4 separate regions of the Sus scrofa genome follow, and all the other regions are linked to region 4. Evidence: chromatin contacts called from public HiChIP or PLAC-seq data. All regions are on one chromosome and are shown on one strand. The core of a region is the stretch at or near the end of the contact, and the rest is flanking DNA. Distances in the headings are between cores, read along the strand shown.

Region 1 (3,343 bases), core at 645-3,144, 85 kb after region 4:
CAGCCAAAAAAAAAAAAAAGGAAAGAAAAGGAAAAAATGAGAGGAAGAATAGAAGAATAACTTGATGCCTATAGAGATTAACAAAATTGGGTTCCCGTTCTAGGCTGCTAGTTTTCTAAGTGACTTTAAGGAAGTCACTTTAATCCATCTGTAGATTGAGAGGAAACTGAGCTAAATTTTCTATAAGATCCCTTCCAAGTTCTTTTTGTTTTGTTTTTTAGGGCTGCGCCTGCAGCATATGGATGTTCCCAGGCTAGGGGTTGAATAGGAGCTGCAGCTGCTGGCCTATGCCACAGCCACAGAAATGCAGGATCCAGAAGTTCCCGTCGTGACGCAGTGGTTAACGAATCCGACTAGGAACCATGAGGTTGCGGGTTCGATCCCTGCCCTTGCTCAGTGGGTTAACGATCCGACGTTGCCGTGAGTTGTGGTGTAGGTTGCAGACGCGGCTCGGATCCCAGGTTGTTGTGGCTCTGGCGTAGGCCGGTGACTATGGCTCCGATTCGACCCCTAGCCTGGGAACCTCCATATGCCGTGGGAACGGCCCAAGAAATAGCAAAAAGACAAAACAAAAAACAACAACAAAAAAAGGAATGCAGGATCCAAAACCAGGCTGCAAACTGCACCATAGGTCACCGCAATGCCAGATCCTTAAGCCACTAGTTGGATACTGGATACTAGTTGGATACTGGATACTAGTTGGGGTCATTACCTGCTGAGTCACAATGGGAACTCCCTCCCTTCCAAATTCTCATTGACACCTATTACCTACTGCTAATATATGATCGAATTGGTGAGTGCTCCATAAATGGAATTTGTGCTTAACTAAGAATGTGACTTTTCTTATTCTCTTTAAAAATTGGTGCTTTGGAAACTGTTTTTAATGCCTTCAACTGAGGCTAAATGAAAAGTGTATGTTTTAATACTTTTAAATCGCATGAGGACTCAATGAAGGTTACTCATTGATTTGAACTTTCCAAAACATTTTCACAATCCGCAGGATCTTAAAATAATCCAAGGTGACTTGCAGGGCAGGTAGCTATCAACACTCTCATTTTATAGATGTGGAAACCGAGGCCTATACTTACATTCTCATCCCTTCGCGGAGATGGTCCAGAGCGAGGTTCATCAAGAGGCTAGATATTAATACACACAATAAGGTCGATAAAGCAGCCTTGGTTCATATTCCAACTCTGCAGCCCTAGGACTCTGTTTCCACTACTGTAAAATGGGGACAAAGCCAGTACTCAACTTCATAGCACTGTGAGGAGTAAATAAGTATGAAGCTCAATAAACGAGTTGCTATTAGAGTGTCATGCCGCCACATAAAGAGTTCCGCAAAAGCCACTGGGCAACGCGGGGGCACTGCCTGGGCAGACCCGTTCTCACAGCATACCTGAGTTCCCAGGGGCCGCCCAGGTCCCCATGGCTTCCCGCCCGGGCACCTTCGGAAACACTGCTCCTCCTCGCTACGCGTTGAGGCCGGCTGGCCTCTCCAGCAGTGATCAACACTGATCTCTCTCAACCCTGTCCCCTGTGGAGGGGCGTGGTCTCACAGACAAAGGGCGGAGCCAAGGCGAGAACTGGGGCGTCGAGCTCCCCTTCCCAGTCTGGAGCCGCCCAATCCGGGAGGGCAGGTCACGTGACCAGCGAGCGGTTTCACCCTCCCCTATGCCGGTACCACCTATGTCAGTCCCAGAGGGGATGTTTTGTGCCTTTTCGGGAAGCAAAGTATTTTTCTGAGCCCATTTTGCGTAGAAATAATGTAGAGTAATATCTTTGATGTTATGGGGTCAATATTTGCCCCCTAAGTGCTATTTTTCCCCCGGCCTCCCCCCGATAAGTAGTTGGTCTCGTCCAGCCGGGCCCTGGGCGCGGCGGCGACGGCCGCGTCACTGGCGGGCGGGATCCCTCCGCTCTGGGGAGAGCAGCGCTGGACGGTTGAGTTGGGGTGACTGAGAAAATCCATCCGCGTCGCCGCCGCTGCCGCCTCCGCCGCGGAGGAAGACAGGACCTCCCGCTCTCCTTTAGCGACCCTTCGCAGAGTCCCACCGCCACAGGTACCTCCGCTGGTAAAAGGAGTCCTCATCCCCTTCCCAGCCCCAAATTCCCGTGGGGGAACCTCTCTTCCGTCTGTCTACCCGGTCTGGCCTCTCGGGAGCGGACGTAACTCCCCAGACATCCCCTCCCTTCTTATGGCCCCGTCGCTCCCAAACCCGGAAGGGGAACTGGGGGACCCTCGCCCCCAATAACGCACGCGCTCCCTGCAGCATCAGGGGCCTTTTGCCTGACTCTAGACCTCATCTCACCCCCACCTGCCTCTTGCTCCCTGAGAAGTTGGGGGGCTAAATTCGGGGCTTCCTCTAGGCCCTGTCCCGCCCCCTTTCCCCACCACTGCCACCCTCTTAGCTCCCCCGGGGTAGCACCCCTCGTGTCCTCCCATTTCGCACCGCCGCTGGCATTCGCCTTGCAAAAGTCCAGAATCCTCAGAGAAGCAGGCAAGGCCGCGAGGCCACCCTTCCCTTGTCTCCACCCTCGATTTAGGTTCTTTTCTGGACCCATTACCCCCTAGACCAGAGACCTCGGCACCTCATTCCCTTTAGCAGTCCTAACCTCACGCTTAGCTCCCAGTCGCCCCTACCCCCCACCGAGCTTTCTTTTGGGCAAAATGGAGGTCGTGGGGGCCGGAGAGCCAGGCCCACTGCGTTTCGAAGAGCCACACCGGCCCGCGCCTTCCCCTGCCAGATCCGGGGACCCTCGCTTGTCCCTTGCCTCCCCTTCGCCCCGTCAGCCTTGCGGAGGCGGTGGCACCCCCATTTCTCCTTGGGACCCCAATTGCTGTATGCCCAGAATCTGGGGTTGCCGAGGGGGCTCGGAAGGGTGATAGGGATTGAGGGCTGGGAGCGTTGCCCCCGCCCCCAGCGGCTTCCTCCTGGCCTGCTTCCTTCTGCCTGGGGCGTCTGGCGCTGCCGCCCGGCCTGGGCTGCCGGCAGCTGGAATTGAGGGGCTTTGTCCCGAGCTGGGGAAATGGGATGGGGGTCTCTGCCCCCCACTTTGGAAGGGCGTCCCCAGGCTCTGGCGTAGAAAGCTGAACAGAGCGAGGGGAAATGTCAGCGGGGAAGAGAAACGCCCAGGGCCTGGGGGAAGTGGGAGCAGGGTGGGGGACGCCTGGGTTGGCAGAGTGCAGTGTGCATGGCCAGATCACACAGGTGTCCAAAGGAGGGGGGGGGTAGGACTTCGGGCGCTGGAGCGGAGCCAGCCAGGCCCCTGGGGCCCCGGCGCGGAGCTCACAGGCTGGGCTCCTGGGGAGCCGAGGGTGCAGGGGCCGGGCCGCCTGAGGCCG
Region 2 (3,327 bases), core at 643-3,142, 110 kb after region 4:
GTTTTCAAAGCACTTTCACACTTTACCTCATTTGATCCTTCTGCCCACTTGCCCAGACCTGGGCTCCAGTCAGGGAAAACAGGGAAGGGAGCCTCAGCTGCCCCAACAGACCTTGATGTCCCAGACACCCGAGCCAGCCTGGAGAAGGGGCTCACGTGTACCCACAACCACCCCAAACTCACAGGCACACTTTGTGACTTTGAAACCATTTTTAATTCCTTACTAGACTACTAAAAATCCTGCCCAGAGCCACCTCTTCTCACCTCCTCTGCTCTAAAGCGGGGCTATTTCTGTTTTTTTGGGTTTTTTTCCCCCATCCCAAACTCCAACCACAGATGTAAAAGCTGGGGCAAACTGGGGTCCTTTAATCCACCAAACCACACACAATACTGACACATCCATTGGCTGAGAAAACCAGGCCAAGAGTCTTAGAACACAACTCATTTGACTGTAATCGCCATATGGGACCCTCAAGGTCCCTGGACCCCAGGCCATGGTAGCAACACAAAGCCCAGATCTGCCCCAACTCTGCCCAATGACACACCACCTAGAAAAAACGGAGGCGGGAGTAAGGGTGAGTGGCTCGGACTGCAGCAGTGCACAAGGAACGGTATACTTGAAGGAGCCAGAGAGAAAACTCACCCTGAGAGCAGCAAAAGGGACCAGCCTGTTGGTACTGATGGTGTTTCAGGTGCAAGGCCAAAGGGCAGGGCTAAATTGCAAGTGCACATCAGCTCTCAGGGGCAGAGAGATTGTAAAGGCTGATCTTTGGAAAAGCAGCAATGAGAAGCAAGACAGGAGACTGGGTGGATGGAGGAAAGAGCCGGCCAACAAGTACTAGTTGGGCATCTACCTCTCAGGGTCAGGCCGGGCCCTACGATGGACCAGACCTGGAAGTTTACTGGAAATTACAGTAATGACTGCGTAAGATATGAGCGATGAGGATCTTTTTGAAGTGAACTTGAAGGGAACAAAATAAAAAGGCAAAGTGTGAGGGGCTGTGGCTGGAGAGCTGCTGGATCAGGGGAGATGTGCTGGGAAGGGCCCAGCCTGCTAACAGGAAAGACTAAGGTGTTTCACAAGCCCAGGCAGCCAGGAGGAAGGAGACCCCAATGACCAAGCACTAACGTCGCTTGCTGAAAGGAAATTTAAGCGAAGACCCAGCCGAGGTGCTTTGGTTAAGAAAAAAGGCTTCCACGTTAGCCAAAGTCATGGAACGCTTGGACTTCAAGACCTGCAGGGCCCAGCTAATTTCGATAAGAAGCCAGAGGCACGTTGGGGGCAATCTCCGGGCAGCACCGGGCATTAGGGTCCGGGGCCCCCGGGCGGAGACTGCGGGCGGGGGGAGGTGGGGAGCCCGGGCCGAGCTTCCGAGGGGCAGGAGGACGACCGTTAGGAGCGCGGGGGTGGGAAGGAGGCGGCCCGGCCGGGGAGGACGGCGTGCCCTTCAGGGAGGGGGCGCCAGGTGCGTGGGGCGCGGGCGGCCGCCCCCCGGGAGCGAGCCGGCCTCTCCCGGGGCGGCGCGGGGGGCCCGGCCCGCGCGGGGGGAGGGTCCGGCGGGGAGGGCCGGAGGGCGGGCGCACCCGGGGGCGGCGGCCTCGGGAGGAGGCGGGGGAGGGTCCGTGCCGGCGGCCCGCGCTCCCGCTCAGCCTCTCGCAGGCTCGGCGCGGCCGCCTCGGCGTCGGGGGCGGGCCTTGGCCGCGGCCCGGCCGCCAGCCGGGGTCCGCGGGGCCGCCGAGCGCTTACCGCGGCTGGCGGGCTGCGCGAGGCTCCGGTCCCGGGGCGTTGGCGACGCGCGGCGGGCCGGGGGGCGGCGGCGGCGGGGGAGGGGGCGCTGGCGCTCCCGCGGCGGCCGCTCCTCTCTGTTTGTGTTTGTAGCAAGATGGCTGCCCGCCTCGCACCACGTGACGCGGACGCGGGGCCGCGGGGCCGCCCCCTCCGCCCCCGCCGCCGCCACCGCCCCCGCCCCCCTCCGCGGCTCCGGCCCGCTGCGACCCGTAAGGCCTGGCCCGCTCCCCGCGTGCCCAGCGGGCGGGGCCCGGACGCCCGCCGCCCCCGAACCCCCCCCGGCACGTGACCCCGGAGCCCGGTTCCTCACGTGACACTGCCTGCTGCGGGCCGGGGGTGTCCCTGGGGCTGCCCGGGGACCCCCCCCTGCACGTGATGCGCGACCATCGCCGGCCCCCCCGGGGGTTGGCTTCCTCCGGGAAGCCCGCCTGGATTGAAGGGGAACACATACAACCCAGCGGTGTGTTCATCAGACATCTGGGACATATGAAATAACGGGGAACCTAATGACTTAGAAACAATTCGAGGCAGCACTGGCTGGTGAGACCTGGACTTTCTATCTGGCTCCCCTGCCAACTAGCCACCTAGACGTCGAGGGCGTTGGACTTGACGCTTTCTGGCCTCAGTTTCTGTTTTATAGTTAGATATTGAAGCTCTCCTCCCTTCCCAGGCCCCCATTCCATGCCCTTCCCGGGGTGCTCAAAGAATGAAAAGAAATGAATGCAAAAGGCTTTGAAAAGAGTGAAAAGTACTATGCAAATATGAGAAGTAAATTGACACTTCCTTTGTTGAAAAAGCTTTTCAAAAATGAGTTTTCTGATTCTTTTTGAACTTTTTAGGATAAAAGAGTTTGGTGTGTATTTTCACCATTTTCTTTGGAAGTTACCTCAGACTGTATGCCCTACTTCCAGGCTTTCTAACACAACCGATACCAAAAACAATATAATTCTCGTGACAGGGAGAGGTAAATTCAGACCTGGAGCTTGAGTCCCCTGTGTTGTGCCAAAACGGGGCACACAACTCCAGAGCTACCAGGAAGAGCCTTTGTTCTTGCACCGAGTAAACCCCAGGCTTCTATGCACTTGCAGCTTTAGTGTCTGCTTTTTTTCAATTCACTTGATTTTTCTTGCAGTCAGGATTCCCGCCTCTGTTGTCAGTGCAGCTGCTTGCTCACAGACTGCAGAAAGCAGTTGTTTAAAGCGAGGACTTGTGTACTGGTTCCATCCATTCCTGTCTGTGGCCTTGGGCACCTCTACTAATCTCTGAGTCTCTGGATTGCATGGTAGGTAAAGCACTTAACACAGTGCTTGGCACAGAGCAAGCACTCTGTACTTGTTAGCTAGTAGGGGCTTCTGGGTCCATGATGTTCAGATTGTTAATCCTATATGAAAACAGATCAACATAATCCAATCTTGGGTCAAGTTCTTTACCTGGAATAGAGTTTTTAAGTTTATGACAGATGGTTTTTCTTGCTTGAAAGCTTTTGTTTTTTTAACTTTCGTAGATTGTGTCCTGGGCGGTTAAAGATAACAGCCGCCT
Region 3 (3,024 bases), core at 267-2,766, 100 kb before region 4:
CCTGGGACACAGACCCTGTACCACCTTTTCAGCCCCAGAAAAGTTCCTGGCACTTATGGACAGGTGGTGAATAACCAGTAAGTGAAAGCCCCAGATTTGAGCCCCCCGGTATTACAATATTTTGAGGCCCTGCCTGGCTTCAGGCTAAACTCAGCACTCATTCCTGGCGAAGTCACCGTGTTCATGTATGGAACACCTGCTATGTTACGTGTGTGTACCTGTAATATGTCCTGTGGGAGCCAGACTCATTCATAGGACGAATGAAAAGCTACATGACCTTAAACATACCCCGTTCTGTCCCTCAATTTTCCTCGCGAAAAAATGGAAGTGATAAGACTTCATCATAAAGCTATTGTGAGAGTTACTTAGAACAAGATATAAGAATAGTCACGGTGGGTGTTTGATAAGTGTGAGCGATATTACCAGGACTGTAAATGTTGGGGCACCGTGCACAGCTAACAGGATCAGGGTAGCAGAGCTGCAGGGCATAGGGCTGGGTAGCCCACTGCTACTCCGGTCTTTTGGGAGAGGCCACCCAGATTCCCAGCAATGGAGCCCAACCCTGCCAGAGTTGCGGATGAGGGAGATGGCGGCAGGAGAATTTGCTGACTCTTCTAGTGAACTGGGTGCTGGGAATCTGCAAACCGTCCCTGCTGTTCCTCTCTGGCCCCCAGCCTTGCTCACGCCCACCACCTGCTCCTCAGGGCCGACCTCTCCCGGACCAAGACCCAGCGACACAGCAGTCCCTCCCTCGGTCCCGGGGCCTCTGCTGCCCTCTAGGCTCGGGACCTGCTGCCAACCTTTGCTCTCCCCCACCTCCAAGCCCTGTAACTCTGACATCCCAGAATTTTGCCGTCTGGCGAAATATCCACGCTTTTCCTTGGCGAACCACCTCTGCGCCTCCGCGTGGCCTGGGTAAGCGGGTGAGCTAAGCCGTAGAGGGAACTTGCGGCTCCTCGGTCTTCCCTTGTGTTGTCCCCTTCCCCTCTACCTCCCTCCGGAAGGCCAAGGCCTCCCGCCCGGCCTTCGCTCCCGCGGCGTCAGGCGGACACCCTCCCGAGTCTTCCGACTGCGACCCCGGCGGCCCCGCCCCCAGCCCGGGCCCTCTGCCCCCGGCAGCGCCACGTCGCCGCGGGGAACCCTGGGAAGTGTAGTTTTCCGCAGCTCTCAGTGGGGGCGTGGCTAGACGGCCCGCTGTTTGTCCGCCGACCCCAGGCGCAGGGCACTGACCCTCGCCCTGGCCGAGCCGGGGAGCGCCAGAGAGGCAGGGCCGTGGGCTGCGGAGGCGGAGTTTCCTGCGAGGTGTCATTCGCTGTGGGGTCTTGGACAAGTCCCATAACATCTGCAGCAGTCTCACTTGTGGGATTTCCAGGGAGAGCGTGGGCTCCGCATCTGGTACCCAGCGTGTCCTCGATGGATGGGCGCCGAAGCTATTGCTACTGGCCGGGCAGAGTTGCCAAAGGCAATCAGCTCCTAAAAGGCTTGTGGGCCCAACCCCGCGCCCCCCCACCCTCCCTGTTCTCAGGTGACTCTCCCTGTCCCACTCAAGTTCCCCTCTTTGCCTCTGGTCAACCACAAACACGCTTCTACATCTACTCAGAAATATCTGATATTTATTTCCCAACAGTTTGATAATTTTTTACAAATTGAATAAAAGGAATGAAGGGGAATATGTGTGACCCCAGGCCAGGCCTTGGGGTCCTGATAAGAGGTGACAGTATGAAAACTTCTCCTCACTCACAACCCGTGGCCTGCTGCCCCAACCTCTCCTATCAACCTTACCTAAGAGTGAGGTGAGGGCTGAGGATGTGGGGTTCCCACCTTAGAGGGGACTCCGGGCATCCTGTTTCAGGCTCTGAACTGGGTCAGTTTGGGGGCAGGTGTGGGCCCGGATGTGGCGCCGACGCCGCCTCTCCTGCCTGCGGGCCAGCTGCCGCAGTTGTTTCCGAATGGCCCACAGCACCAGGTACACTTCCCGAAGCATCTCAGCCTCTCGAGACTCCAAAGGGGAACGAGTCTTCATTTGGGAGGCAACTGAGGTAGAACTCACAGATGACTGTGAAAAAGAGAAGATGAGCGCAAGTGAATAGCACAGTCTAGGGAGAAACTGCTGGTGGGACCACCTGCAGATAAACAGCAAAGCCTTGTCTAATTCCACCTCCTCTGTCAGGCCTTAGCTTGGGCACTGCCTCCTCCAGGAGGCCTTCTCGGGTTGTCTCTGCTCTTGTGTTTGTCCATATCAGGTTTTTCTTTTTTGTCTTTTTCTTATTAGGGCCGCACCTACAGCATAAGGAAGTTCCCAGGCTAAGGGCTGAATCAGAGCTGCAGCTGCTGGCCTACGGTACAGACACAGCAACACCTGATCTGAGCCACATGTGCAAAACTACGCCGCAGCTTGTGGCAATGCCAGATCCTTAACCCACTGAGGAAGGCCAGGAATGGAACCTGCATCCTCACAGACACTGTGTCAGGTTCTTAACCTGCTGAGCCACAATGGAAACTCCCCATTTGTTTTATATGCTATTTGTTTTATAGACTCATCTGTTCTCAATACCAGCATATTATACATTTTATATGCTATTTGTTCTCTAGACTCATCTGTTTTCAATACCAGCATACAAGCTCCTGGAAGGCAAGGACCATGTCTGACGAACCTTTGAGTCCCCACTAGGATTTCATGAGGAGTGTATTAAAATGAAGGACAGAATGACACCTTGACCTCTGTCTCCAACCCAGAGCTCTCTCCTGGCCTCCAGGCCTGTATATCCCACTGCCTCCTAGACATCTCCCTGCACATGTCCTTCCAACATCTTCACTCATCCTGCCGCATTTCCCTAAACTCATCACTTTCTCCCCTAAGCCTGCTCCGCTCCGAGCAAATGGCTCCAGCCTGCTTGTACTTCCGTCTCTCCCTCTCCCCTCACCACATCCAACCACCTGGTACAACAATTCTACCTCCTAAATACCACTCCAGTCTCTTAACTTGTACTTCCCAGTGCCTCTCCCCCCATCCAGAACATCCTT
Region 4 (2,898 bases), core at 103-2,602:
TGTCAGCTTAAGGATCTATGACATATCTGCCTCTCCCTGGCCAACACCTATTGATGGTGGAGGCTGCCACAGGCCCCCCCATGTACCACGTGAGCTGCCAGCACCTCTCCCGCACCTTAGAGAGGCGCTGGCTGACCTGAGAGGCACCTGGAGTAGGCACTGGGTACCACCTGCCTGCTGGCCAGATGCCCATCCTCACAATGCCAGGCAGTGCCCTGCATCATGCTTGCAACATGACCTGTAAAGGATGTTCGAGGATGCCAGCCTCCCTGTCCACTAAACCATTGGCTCCTCTGGTATCCCAGCTCCTTCCTCCAAGGCCTGGGTGGGAAGCCCCGCCAGCCCTGCTTGGGCTTTCCTGACCCTTGAACTAGTCTATGAAAACGAACCAGATGGCCTTGCTTCAGTACTCCTGTTACAGCTCCTTCCTCACCTGAAGGCACTCCTCCCCCAAATACCATCTTTAACTGGGGCCACAGCTGCCCCCTTCCCCTCCCCAACCCTCAGCTCCCCCAGGGCCCTTCAGGTATCCTGCTTGCCAGGACAGGGATATCATAAGGTCCTCTAAGGCCCACCTGTCAACCCGTGGTTTGTCTTGCAGAGTGTACACTGACCAGCGCCATGGCCCCCGCCGTCAGCAGGTGGTCCTTGGAAGGATCAGAGGCGGGTGTAGGGCGTTCCTGCTATGGCACGGGTCGCAGCTGAGGCTCGGATTTGATTCCTGTCCCAGGAACCTTCATAGGTGGCAGGTGTGGCTGAAAAAGGGGAAAAAAGAAATGGATGTAAAAGTGCCTGAATCCCAACCCCATTTCAAACTTCTTGGGATGCAAGGGGGCAAAGGGTACCCCCATGAAGACACCTCCTGTCACCCCAACCCTGCAGAGAACCTGAACCTCCAGCTCCACCGAGGTCAACTTAGCCCAGTGCTCGGCGGCCCTGGCTCCTAGGATTACTTGGAAAGGAAGAGAACAGAACCATTCTGAGCGGGACCGGGGAGGCAGGGGACACGGGTGCTGGCGGCCTAGAGCCGGAAGGGGGTCCCGCTGTAAAGGCAGCCGGCTTAGCAGCCCCCTTACCTCCAGGACTGCGGACGAGGCCGCCAGCGGTCACCACGGACGTAGCTCCACGCACACTCTCTTCACCTCACAGCTTTCTCCGCGCTCAGGTCGGGTCAGAAGAGACGCCCCCAACACCTCCCCGCCCCGGCACCAGCCCAGGCCGAGGCCGCCTCTCCCGCACTCGGCAACTCAAACTCCACGCCCACCGCGCGGAGTCCAGCTCCGGGGCGCGTGAGGGTTAACCTCGCGGGGGTGGGGACTTGGGCGCAGTCGGCGTTGGGAGGGAGGGGAGAGGAGGCGGCGGGAGGCCACTGGGTTGAGGCTCCGAGCCCGGCGGAGCCTCGGGTGTCTCAGGCCGTCGAGCAGTCACTGGGTCACACGCTGCGCGCAGCGAGGGGCCACTGCAGACCCCCTGCCCCAAACTTCAAGTCGGGAGCGGGGGAGAGAGACGCCGGGCATTAAGGCAGTGGCAGCCTGTCAGGACGCTGCCCCCTCCCCCGGGACCGCTACCTCTAGAACCCCACCTCGGCGAGCCTCTTCCCAGCCGTCTCCGCTCCTGCTCCGGCCACTTGGTCGCCTTTGGCCCAGGATGAAGCCCAGAGGCGGCGGCGGCGGCAGCCCCACGACGGCCCCGGAGTCTGAGTCGGCCGACGTGGCCCTGGGTCCGCTGTCGCCCTGGGCCTGCCCGGCTGACGTGCGGCTCTGCGGCCACCTTCGGAAGCACAAGTCCCAGCACCGCCGCTTCTTCGTGCTCCGCGCGGACCCGCCGCGCCTCGAGTGTTACGAGAGCGAGAAGAAGTTCCACGCCGGCCGAGCGGCTCCCAAGCTCAGCGTGAGCCTGACGGGCGCGTGCACCATCAGCAAGCGCGTGGACGCGCGCCAGCGCCACCTGATCTTCCTCTTCACCGCCGACCGCAGCCTGGGCGTGGCGGCGGCCAGCGAGGCGGAGCAGCAGGCGTGGTACAGCGCCCTGCTTGAGGCGCGCGCCGCCGCCGGTGAGGCCCAAGCCCAGGGTGGGAGGGTGGGGGGGGTGATCGTGGATTTGGCTTATCCGTAGGCTGTCCCTCCCCCAGGTCTCCGAAATCCAATCCAAAATGAAGCGTTTACGCGTTGTCAGTCCCCGGGGCACACTGACTCCAAGCTCCCGGCCCAGAAGCTCTGTGACCCGCCTGTTGTCTCTCCAGGGCCCAGCTCCCACGAGGACCCCGAGGCCTGGATGCTCGCTCCGTTTCAGGACATCTGGCCCGTGACGCTGCGGCCCAAGGGGCTGGGGCAGACACGAGGCCTGGGCAGCGGCGGCTACTGCTTGTGCCTGGGTTCCGGGGTACTGAGCCTGCTGCGGAAGCCCAGGGGCAGAAGCTCCAGGGCCACCCAGGCACCTCCGCCCCCAGCCCTGCGCCTGTCCCTGCTCAGCGTGCGCCGCTGTGGTCACGCAGACTCTTTCTTCTTCCTGGAGCTCGGGCGCTCAGCACCCACAGGTCCCGGGGAGCTGTGGCTACAGGCGCCCGATGCTGTGATGGCCCAAAGCATTCACGAGACTGTCCTGGCCGCCATGAAGCGAATCGGGGACACTGGTGCTAGTGGCAGGACTGAGCCACTGCCAAGAAAGCCCCCGACGAGGGCCCCCAGACCCTCTGAGACCCCAGCCTCTGCGGCTCAGTCAGGCAGCCTGAACCGTCTGGGGTGCCCTAGTGAGAGGAGCGAGCAAGCAACCCCTAAGACGCTGGCGATGCTGGGGGCAGCGGCCTCACAGCCTGAGGGGTTGGGGCGGGGCGGGGGCTACATAACCATGGGAGCCAGGAGAGACTACGTGCCCATGGGAGACGGGCAAGCCAGCAGC

The links. HiChIP or PLAC-seq counts read pairs in DNA pulled down with a chosen protein or histone mark.
Region 1: an H3K27ac HiChIP or PLAC-seq map of alveolar macrophages shows a contact between it and region 4. The contact joins the promoter of GNB2 here to the promoter of LOC100515824 in region 4. A contact is called at or near these places in 1 of 5 promoter capture datasets (fetal skeletal muscle), 3 of 47 Hi-C or Micro-C datasets (embryonic fibroblasts, fetal skeletal muscle and heart right ventricle) and 2 of 2 datasets of contacts at active chromatin or transcription factors (alveolar macrophages and skeletal muscle).
Region 2: a contact with region 4 is called in an H3K27ac HiChIP or PLAC-seq map of alveolar macrophages. The contact joins the promoter of GIGYF1 here to the promoter of LOC100515824 in region 4. A contact is called at or near these places in 2 of 5 promoter capture datasets (fetal skeletal muscle and liver), 4 of 47 Hi-C or Micro-C datasets (alveolar macrophages, blood and fetal skeletal muscle) and 2 of 2 datasets of contacts at active chromatin or transcription factors (alveolar macrophages and skeletal muscle).
Region 3: a contact with region 4 is called in an H3K27ac HiChIP or PLAC-seq map of alveolar macrophages. The contact joins the promoter of LOC110259879 here to the promoter of LOC100515824 in region 4. A contact is called at or near these places in 2 of 5 promoter capture datasets (fetal liver and liver), 24 of 47 Hi-C or Micro-C datasets (alveolar macrophages, blood, brain and 14 more) and 2 of 2 datasets of contacts at active chromatin or transcription factors (alveolar macrophages and skeletal muscle).

What each region holds. Positions count from the first base shown.
Region 1 is chr3:8,577,143-8,580,485 of Sscrofa11.1, forward strand. GNB2 (guanine nucleotide-binding protein G(I)/G(S)/G(T) subunit beta-2) reads left to right here and starts at 1,895. Exons shown (of 10, transcript XM_003480989.3): 1 at 1,895-2,060.
Region 2 is chr3:8,598,234-8,601,560 of Sscrofa11.1, forward strand. GIGYF1 (GRB10-interacting GYF protein 1) reads right to left here and starts at 1,893. Exons shown (of 27, transcript XM_021086242.1): 1 at 1,747-1,893. LOC110260076 (branchpoint-bridging protein-like) reads right to left here. Exons shown (of 3, transcript XM_021087974.1): 2 at 1,747-2,216; 3 at 1,393-1,693. The coding sequence ends at 1,393.
Region 3 is chr3:8,389,352-8,392,375 of Sscrofa11.1, forward strand. LOC110259879 reads right to left here and starts at 1,517. Exons shown (of 2, transcript XM_021086226.1): 1 at 992-1,517. The coding sequence starts at 1,342. It overlaps LOC100514038 (TSC22 domain family protein 4), which reads right to left. Exons shown (of 6, transcript XM_013995454.2): 6 at 1,594-2,056. The coding sequence ends at 1,823.
Region 4 is chr3:8,493,184-8,496,081 of Sscrofa11.1, forward strand. It overlaps LOC100515824 (insulin receptor substrate 1-like), which reads left to right and starts at 1,353. Exons shown (of 2, transcript XM_013995453.2): 1 at 1,353-2,053; 2 at 2,243-2,898. The coding sequence starts at 1,648. It overlaps LOC106509647 (a long non-coding RNA gene), which reads right to left and starts at 1,979. Exons shown (of 7, transcript XR_002342293.1): 1 at 1,077-1,979; 2 at 576-755.